2 separate regions of the Arachis hypogaea genome follow, and region 2 is linked to region 1. The links are chromatin contacts, called in public Hi-C maps. All regions are on one chromosome and are shown on one strand. Each heading gives the region's core, a stretch centred on a gene start, on an enhancer-like site or on the middle of the called end of the contact. The rest is flanking DNA. Distances are from core to core; before and after follow the strand shown. Region 1 has its middle 10 kb from the start of LOC112765166. Region 2 holds the start of LOC112764062 (protein PMR5).

Region 1 (5,391 bases), core at 588-3,087:
TTTATTTCCTTAATAAATGTTAATTTTATCGTCAAATTATATATTACCTTTAAAATTTTAGCGTAATTGAGTCTAATTTCTACATTTTAAAATGAATTTACATGAAAAAATTAATACGTAAATCACATTATTATTACAAAATTATTTTTTAAATATAATTAGTGGTGCTTATTTGAACTATTAAAGTCAACTTATTTTATTATCTTGTACCTTCAAAGAATTTACACATCCGACATAAAAATATAACAATTGAAAAAAAATCATTACAATGGGTATATTTATTTTAACAAATATTCTTCTATCTAATACTATAAAAAATACATTGGCCACTTTGAATTGCTACAGGTCAACTTCTATCCACAGTAGTAGAATGTCTAAATTGAGATATATTCATCAAACAAACAATCAATAAAATATTCATCTGTACTTTCTCATTTTGGGTACATTTATATATAAAAGAAATTATACATACAGGAAAAAAAAGAAGAAAATAAGAGTTGAAAACTTGAAATAGTAAGAGCGATAAAAATCACGATTCTTATAATTTTGTGTGGCCATCTATATATAATAGACCAGACAACTATCATTATCTAACAAAATTAATTTGTATTTATTGCACTCAACTTGAATAAGTAAGAAATTATCTTATTTTAATTTAGTCATTAATTCACATAATTTGAATTTAGCTCAATATATATGATTTATTTTTATTTAATTATTAGTTGAAAATATCTCAATTGTCTATTTTATTCATAGATTTATTATTTTAATAACTAATAAATTAATCAAATTAATTAATTAGTACACACAATAAATTTAGTTTAATAAATTAAAAGAAATAAATTAAAAAATACTATCAGAATATTACAATAAATAATTTAGGAAATATTACCAAAGCAAATTGATATAAATTATAATAAATTATATATCTAATCAAATCAATTAGTTGATATAGTTAGTTTATCGTAATAACTTGTATTTAATGAGTTAAAAGAAATAAATAGGGAAACACTCTCAGAAGCATGCCACGTCAGCTCCATCATTAAGTGCAAAAATCTGATTTTTATATAGATATAATAGATATAATAGATAATAGATAATAGATATAATAGATATAATAGATAATAGATAATAGAATAGATAGATATTTAATGAGTTTAAAGAAATAAATAGGGAAACACTCTCAGAAGCATGCCACGTCAACTCCATCATTAAGTGCAGAAATCCGATTTTTATATAATATATAATATAATATAATATATAATAGATATAATAGATAATAGATAATAGAATAGATAGATATTTAATGAGTTAAAAGAAATAAATTGGGAAACACTCTCAAAAGCATGCCACGTCAGCTCCATTATTAAGTGCAGAAATCCGATTTTTATATAATAGAATAGATTAGTGGAATTGAAATTAAGATTTTATTTTATTTAGTACTATTTATATTTTATTGGTTTGTTAATTTAATTCTTTAAGACAAAATATTAAAATATTCAATAATTATTAGTATGATTATATTTGTGTAGATTTGATGAAGAATTCACAAGTTGTAACCTTCGAAACTCCACCAAAAAATATGTTAAAATTTAAATATAAATATCATTATATAATTTTATATTTAAATTATTGGTTCCTTCAAAAATTCTCTTCAAGCTTCACCACTTAAGAAGGGGTCGAAAACCCAAAAGAAACCCAACTGACAAAAAAAGGAACATCCATAAGGAAAAAAAAAAAGAACAATAAACATAGGCAAAATAAAACAGTGAAGTTTTTATTGTTCTTAGGATAAATATTTTTCAAGCTACAGAAAAGGGCCGAAGGTCCAAAAAAGAAACTAAAGAACAACAAACATAGATAAAGCGAATAGAGACCCCATAAAATATCATTTCTAAGGCTCATTTGATTAAGACAAAAACAAAAAGCTAATTTGATTTGGGTTTGTTTTGGACAGGTTTCGTCTTCAGCTGAATTTTAAACTTGTGAGATTGTTGAAATTTTGGGCTTTACTAGTTTTCGAGTTTGCTGGTATGTGAGATTTTTTTATTGTTTTGGATAGAAAAAATTGAACTAAAGGGTAAAAGATAAATAGGTCCCTGACTTTTTAAAATGCGGACATTTTCGTCCCTCAAGATTGAAAAAATACATTTCGATCCCTCACATTTTAAAACGGCGGACAATTATACCCCTCCGTCCATTTTGGGCCAAAAACGGCAACGGAACCAGCTGACATGGAGGGGTAGAGAATGACGTGTCCGTTACACTTGCTGAAGTGGATTGGGACGAATTTTTAGTGGACAAATTCGTCCCTTAAGTGCAAAACAATTATTCTTCCCTTATTGCTGAAATTAGCACAGAAACAATTATTCACAAGTTAAATGTGAACATACAATTTAGGATCTAATCCCAATTCTGAATCCTCTTTCTTCAACCTCATAATAAAACATTACTCTTATTAATTCACCCACTCACATAACAAAAGAAAAGTCTATACAATAATCAATGCAAGCCACCAAGAACTGAATAAGTGGGTTGAATCATTGCAAAAAGCGCCTTTGACCATCCAAGAAGAAAACAGAACAGATCATGCCACTCAACTCTAAAGGATGAAGGAACAAACCTAAGGTACAAACTCAGAATTTCTAAGAAACAACCAAGTTGAACATTCATAAATACTAAAACACGTAAGAATGGATCCATGTATTCATTTCAAATTTATATTTAAGAGTTCAAATTAAAAATAGAGCACAAAATTATTTTATCAAAACAAAATCAAGCAACTAAGAATCATAAAAGTTACATTACATAAGCAATAGAAGAAAGTATAAAAAAAAAAAAAAAATCAAGAATAGAAAATCACACAAAAATCACCATGAACAACCGAGAGAGAATAAGTAAATACATCTTTCAACTAATGGTGCAATTTAGTAGCAAAGGACCAAAACACACGACAGAAAGAACCTACTTGTTATTGGGGCATTTCATCAAGTATGTTAAACGCAGTCATGTAAAAAAAAAATACATTGACCAAACGCATCAATTTATCATCCCCGTGAACACTACGATAAGATCAAGAGAAACTATAACCAAAAAGAAAATACCTACGACAAGTTAAGAGGAAGAAAGAAGCGAACCAGAGAGGCACAGAGAGAGATAGAGAGGAAAAGCGAGCGGCGACTGAGATGGCGTAGCGACGACAGAGACTATGGCGACTGAGGGGCTTAGCATGAGCCACACCTCCCAAAGTGTTTCCAGGTCTTGTGCATGAAGAACCCCCCACTCGCCATGGACGATCGCACAAGCAGCAGGCATGGCTTCCGCCTTGCATTTTGATGAAATAGGGCTCACTCATGCTTACGGCGTCGTTTTGCACTTAAGGGACGAATTTGTCCACTAAAAATTCGTCCCAATCCATTTCAGCAAGTGTAACGGACACGTCATTCTCTACCCCTCCATGTCAGCTGGTTCCGTTGCCATTTTTGGTCCAAAACGGACGGAGGGGTATAATTGTCCGCCGTTTTAAAACGTGGAGGATCGAAATGTATTTTTCAATCTTGAGGGACGAAAATGTCCGCGTTTTAAAAGGTCAGGGACCTATTTGTCTTTTACTCTTGTCTAAATTACACTTACCATTTACCACGGTTCTAACTTTCGAATTGACCAACTTACATAGTTACATTAACTTTCTTCAATTACCTCTTTTTACTTAAGGCCAATTCTATGATGTAGATAAGAGAGATTTTTTATACCTATAGATTTAACTATTTAAGTTGTTCAAATACATTATTTAACAAGTGTCTCTGAAAAAGGATAAATACAGTTGTGTTGCAGGGTCTTATAGGAAGCTTCACATGATATCTGATTTATACTTATAATATGTAATTAAGTTGATTATCATTAATAGAGACGACAAAAAAAATTCGTACAAAAAATTATTCGTGACAAGGAGGCTAATGGAGACCATAAAATTTTTACGGAAATAGGAATCCGCTCCCACAAATAAATGGAAATAAAGGCGATTGTTCTACGAAAATCCATAAAATTCTCGAAAAAAAATTATTTAAATATTCTTATATATAAGTTGTATAAGTAACTCTAATTTATTTTATTTTAATTTATATGTTACAAATTTGTGTGTATGTTATTTGAATTTGTTGGCCTCCCACATGTTCAATCTTCTTTAGTACAAAAAAATAGATTTCTCTTTACAAGGAGGATATTTCGACTACCAAAGATTTCAATTACCGAAACAAGAATGGATAAAACAGAAATCAAAGAAAGATGGTACAAGGAGCGTCAAAGTCGAAAGGTAGTTATTACATTTCCTTAAGCATCAAGGTTTACTTCTCGACCATCAGAACTAAGTGGAGAACATGGATGCGGAATTCAAGGAGTAAGCTGAAGAGACATGGGACTTGAAGACCAAGAGAGACGTGGATGTCAAAATTTGGGGATCAAAATTCCTCATGGTCAGGACAAGGTCATGGCTATAAAAAAGAGGAAGTAAGGTAGTGGACAACATCCTCCCGGGCAAGTTCATCTCCATGGCTTGTAAGTAATAGAAACTTAGAAGAGTTTTGGAACTTCAACTAAGAACACTAGATCATCACATAAACTCATAGATTCCCAGTCTCTGTGACATAACGAAAGAATATGGAATGCAAGTGCATGTGAGTGTTAGAAGTCAATTTTTAACTTGTTTTCTTTTGCTTATTTGATTCATTGACGTTTATTTCATTTGAATTTTGTTATTATTTTGCTATTATTTTGCTTTGATCAATGTTTTATATTTTTGTTGTCTTCTTTATCTAATTGTTTATTCCCTTGTTATTCAACCACTGGTGATTCCTACGTAAGATTGCTTTGACACTATAATAAAGTAATTTCCGGATCAACCCACTCTTTTTTCAGAGGAGTCGTATTTGCTCCCCAATATTTAAGATCTTGATACAAGCTCAATTTTGACACCTTGTCGAGACACTCTGTCGAGATTACAAAAATTGAGTGAAACAAATTGGCACGTCTAGTGGGATCCTGGGTTAAATTTTTGTTAAGTTGTGTATGCATTTACGCAGTGATAAATTAATCTTGACGGATAGAGTTTCAACTTCGATAGATACGTCAAATAATAATAGTAAAAATTCCATTAGAAGCCCTGAAATAGAGGCAGTCTATTCGACCAGTCTTTCGAGCCAACGGTCGACAGAATATATTTCAATCGCCATACCCGTCAAATGGCCTTAATATGGATTACCTCCAAATTATTCACCGCCTCTGAAGAATCCTAATGCCATATATTATATATATATATGCTTGAGGTATTAACACTATATAAAATAATCTTTTATATAGTCAGACACCTTCATCAAGTTCTCCTTCAATGGGTAC
Region 2 (5,333 bases), core at 242-2,741, 170 kb after region 1:
GGCCAGTGTTAAATGACAGAACATCAGCACTTTTCCATGCATCTCCATTCCTACCTACCTCTTCTAACCTTAGAATTCTCTTCCCTTGGAACACCTCAACATCCACCAAATAAGGTGCTCTGTAGAATGAAATGCTCATACCATAATCCTAACATACACAACATGCCAAAATTCAAAGCCCAATTAGGATCACATTCACATGTGTAGCTCCAATATTTTGTTTTCCCTTTTCTATATAGTCTATTTTCTATAGGGTAAATCATAATGATAATGTGGCTAAGTTTGTATCAACTAGGCAACATTAATGCCTGACAGCAATTTTTGGGTCCCCTAACTAAGAGAGCCTTGCAATAGTTATTGGACCATCACACATCAAATTTTAATTACAATCATGTCATAAAGCACTTTTTCTATAAATTCTTTGTCCTATTACAGAAAGAAAAAAGGGAAACCTGCCACATAAGAGATCATGAATGAAGCTTAAACAAAGAGAGGTACACAAGCTACTCTGTTGCAGAAAACTACTATTCTTAGCTCTCATTTAACCTATTTTATTTCCTTTCAAATCTGAACTAACATCTTACTATGAATGAAAGTTATCACACATGTGTAATTTTATTCATGAAAATTTAGTATCCCCACAAATCAAACATAATCTTAGTATTATTACTCAGTGAGTGACTCACTGATAAGAAATTGTTAAAGAGTAAAGACTTAACTGACCAAGAATTTGAAGGTTGAAAGAGGATCTCCACTGAGAAATTGAGTGCGTGCATTAGGTGCAGCAGAAGATAGCATGCAAATCAAAGACTGCCATTGGTTCCTTCCCAATGAGTCACCGACAAACATGACCGTCTTCCCTTCCATTTTCATAAAAAACTCAATCCCATTGAACCTATCACGAACGCCACAAAACCATTCAGAATAGCTAAGAGCATGATAATAGTAAGAGAAATTCCGTTACATTATACCTTGGAAGGTCGCAAGAGAGAGGCTTCCAGCGATATGTGAGGTATGCAGAATCAGGACGACCGTACATTTGACAGTTGAATTCAGGGTCTATGATTGGACACCTTGAATATTCGTACAATGGCATTGGGTATTCTTCATCGCGCACCCAACTTCCCTCGAACAATGAACATGCGCTGCTGTGGTTACGGTTATGGTGGTACTTAGCTGAAGAAGAAGAAGAGGAAGCAGCCACGTGGCATTGAAAGGGAACAAGGAAGTGAAGAAGAAGCAGCAGAGAAAAGAAGGAGGACATACGCGCCATTATTGTTGGTTGCTGCAGTGGGTAGTTAGAAGGGAATAAAAAAGAGGTAACCGTTTCGGAATTGAAGGAGACAAGGGTGGGTGGGTGAGTGAGTGTGCTAGCTAGCTAGCTGCATGAACGTGGTGCTCTTAACGTGCCTCACAAAACTGTTTTCCTTTTCTCAAGATATGAAAGGAGGTGCATTTTAACTAATCTTTTAAGTAAGCATTAGTGTTCAAATCCATCTTTTATATGCAAGAAAGAGTTAAATATCCTACTTTTTAATCGTTTAGCAAAGATTTGTACAGTTTTAATATATCAAAGTCTATTTCTGTATTTTATCATTATTATTGAGTCCAATACACAAGAAGTAGAATGGGTGGAATGGACGTAAAGAAAAAGTGATGGTTATTTTGGAGGTGCAATGATTGAGCAGTGAGATGTGAAAGCGAAGGTTCTTTTTTTTTTCTTGTTAGGGTCTCTGGCCACAGATGAACACTGATCATTCGTTTACTTTACTTTATTATCTCAAGATCGAGTTGCTTTTCATGTTAGCATGGATGTAAGGTTATTTTGAATAATCTGCCTAGAGCAAAAAAATAGCAATTATTATCGGAAATTTGATTATTTGAAGATATGGTTTAGTAGGTACTCAAATTTGTTTATGTTTCAGTCACCAAAAAAAAAAATTTGTTTATGTTTCTCCTATTTTGTTTTCTTCTATTGTAAAAATTTTTAACGGATTTCAACTGAGAGTACGAATTTAAAAAGGTGTTCCATTATCTTCGTGTAACATTTTTATGAGTTTGGTTAACTTGTGACCTAATATAAAAACACATAATAAGATTATTATCAATAGAAGTTTTAAATTTTTTGTTAATAAATACAACATAAATGCATTAAAAAAATTAAATATTTTATACTTTTTTTAAAAAATATTTTATAATTTTAATATATGTCTTTAAAGTATAAATTATCTAAATTCTTTTTTTATTGGTAACTTATTTTTTGGTTGCAGAAAAATATTTAAATATTTTTAAATATTAATGTCTTTTATTTTCATTCTATTTGTATTTTAAATATTTTGAAAAATAAATACATAAATTGGTCTCTAAAAATTTTCACATCAGACATTTAAATTTGTAATAAATTTTTATTCACTAAAAATACTCACTTGTTACTTGTTAGATAATTGGTCCTTACTTCCCTTTGACTCAAATTTCTGATATTCATGTTAGATAAATGAGATAAATACAAAATCAGTATTCAAAATATTCTAACGTTGGTAAAATAGTACCCAATTTTTGTTATTGACAAAATAATTTTCAAAAAATTTTAAAATTTGATAAAAATGATCAACCGTCAATTGAGTTACTTGAAGTTAAGGTTTAGGAGTGACGTGTCAGTTAACAATTATCATAATTACAAAAGTTGTCCACTTTTAATTTTTATAATTTTAAAAACACAATTTCAATTTTCTAAAATCCTAATTCTTTTTTTCACTTCTTCTTCCCTGAGCATCCTCGTACGCCCCACTCTACTTTCGAACATCAGAAAGATCTCATCATAAAAAATCGAGAAAACCTTTTGTATGAACTCTTTCATGCATTGAGCTATGGTAGTCATTTCATTGAAGCACTATGTGGAAGAAGCATAATCACTTGAGAGACAACGATAGAAATGCAGGAACCTCTGATGGCCTGCAGTAGCTGGAATGAGATAGGTTCCCCTTTCTTCTTCGTTCCCCTCTCGTTGTCCTTGAAGGCGAAAACTCATTTCATGATGAGGTTATGATGAAGATGATCGGTGAAATTGTTGCAAGTGTCGATGCCTCTGAAAGTCAAAATACATCATGCTTATATAGCCGTTCGTTCTTGTTGGAATCTGTTGACTGATGAGTAGAACTAGAAGCTAAATTTTGCGGCTTCGAATCCATGAGAGGAGGAGGAAGAAGAGTAGGAAGAGCTGTAGCTGATGAATCTTACAGGCAATAGAGTAGGGGCTTAAACTTGGGTCTCCAAACCCTTGCCTTTAATTTTCGTTTGGATCTTTTGATTCTATAATTCTTTACTACTCTCTTGCGAAATTGCAAATGTTGTCAGTTTTAAAGAAAAGAGTTTAGAGTATAAAGGAAGAACGATCGAAATTAAAATCCATACTAGTTGACTCACAGTGAGGGGAAGGAAGGGAACCGATGGAGATGAACCTAAATGGGCCGAAGAAAAGGGAACCGAGACGAGTGACGAAGGGGAAGGAAAAGGGGAATTGCTGGGGATGTGCAGTGAGGAAATTAGGGAAGAAGGAAGAAGAGAAAAAAAAAGATATTAGGATTTTTAAAAAGAAAAAACTACCAAAAGTACCCATAAAGTTTAGAATGCTAACAAAAGTACCTATAAAATAAAAAAATTAACACTATACTCATGGAAGATGGGTTTCCTATGACAAAAGTATCCAAATCCTAATTTTTTGTTGATTTTTTAATAAAATTTTTAAATTACCCCCACCCTCAACCTCAACTCACTTTTTCAACCTTCCATAACCCAACCTGCACTTTTAAAATTCTTACCATAGAGTTCAAAACTACTCATACATCAGACCAGGTCAAAATCAATGGTGGTGGTAGTGGTAGAAGACCTCAATCGGTTCTTGATAAAAAAATTCGGTATAGTGAGCCCTTTTCCACTTTTTCACCACATCCCTTTACACAAAGAAAGCCCTCCAATTTAAGAAAAAAGGGGAAAAATAACTTAAACGATTAAAAACTATTCCTTTATAATTTTTTCTCTGATTCTTTATTGGTATTGGTTGATTTTGTTGTTAATCTTAGCGATGTAATCCTCTATTGTGTTACTATCCAGAGTTCCCACCATAAAGGTTCATTTCGTCTATTCCCAAAAGCACAACATCACCATCCAATTCGGTGTTGGCACCGTAGCCGCTGCCGAAAAGAAGTTTCGTTGTCTGTCGCACATCTTCAGCTGCATCCTAGAGCTCTTGTTCAGTCTAATGCTGATATTGCTATCGAGGAGGCTTCCGATTGCTTTCGCTCGTTGTTCATATTACTCATGTTATGCAGTACAATATTAAATTAGACAATTTGTGGTGCTAACTAGTAGTGTATAAAAATAGATATGATCGTTTGACGTGATCTAGTTTCTTAGAGTGTGTTTAGGTCATACACTAAGAACATGTAAAAATTTTATTTGTACAAAGAATAACACTATAAGTTTAAGTTTTTTTGTTAATTAAATCTAATTAAATTGGTATAACATAATAAAAATTAATTATAATTAAATTTTATTATTTAACTTAATTATATTTAATTTATAAAAGATTTGGATGTGTAGCATTACTTATATACATATTATGGCTAAATATTTTTAAATAGATATGACTATTCAATTAAATTATAATGCATCTTAAAATCATTTAAAATAACGGAAATTAATAAATTAGATGTATGACTGGTGTGAACATGCTATATTCATATAACATTCTTCAAAAAACAAATGATTTTAGGTAACTAGTGAATTAACTTTAGAGAAAAAATTTTCGAGCCTTTTAAGTAATTCATTCAACTCCTCTCTTCTTCAACATATGTCTTAATTAATTAATTAAGCTAACTAGCATTAGAAAAAAATCATGAGAGAAAACACGAGAGAGAGTGAGGGAGGAGGGACACCAATGGATAGAGATTAGGAGAAAAAAATCATGGCAGCAACACCAACATGTGAAATCACAGAGACCACATGAAGTTTTTACTAAGCGAGGGAGAGATAACAAAATTACGAAAAGCGTTCAGAGATTGGAGTAAATTTTTTTTACGATTTTTGTTGATAATCTAAATGAAAGAATGAGTGTACGTTATGCTTTCAAGAACCATGCGGAAAGAGCAATCAGAAACCTTAACGAGTATGATGTGAATGGTGTTCAAATTAGGGTGATAGAATCAAAATTTAAGATAGGAACAAAAAGAGACCAATGGAACAATGCTAATAATGCAAAACGAATGAACAAAGGGCGAGAAGATACGAGTGACCCAACAAGGATAAGAACGACACCGAAAGGGAGGGAGAAATCA

The links. A called contact is a pair of places that touch in the nucleus more often than the background predicts.
Region 2: a Hi-C map of leaf shows a contact between it and region 1, with 3 times the contacts expected there. The contact joins the promoter of LOC112764062 here to the enhancer-like site in region 1. A contact is called at or near these places in 3 of 8 Hi-C or Micro-C datasets (leaf and an unstated tissue).

What each region holds. Positions count from the first base shown.
Region 1 is chr17:27,033,549-27,038,939 of arahy.Tifrunner.gnm2.J5K5, forward strand. No RefSeq gene overlaps it. Among protein-coding and RNA genes, the nearest start is that of LOC112765166, 10 kb to the left of the region's middle. Within about 2 kb of position 1,838, at least 1 of the 3 cell types and tissues checked has open chromatin away from gene starts, as enhancers often do.
Region 2 is chr17:27,200,650-27,205,982 of arahy.Tifrunner.gnm2.J5K5, forward strand. It overlaps LOC112764062 (protein PMR5), which reads right to left and starts at 1,492. Exons shown (of 5, transcript XM_025809589.3): 1 at 972-1,492; 2 at 724-895; 3 at 1-148. The coding sequence starts at 1,273.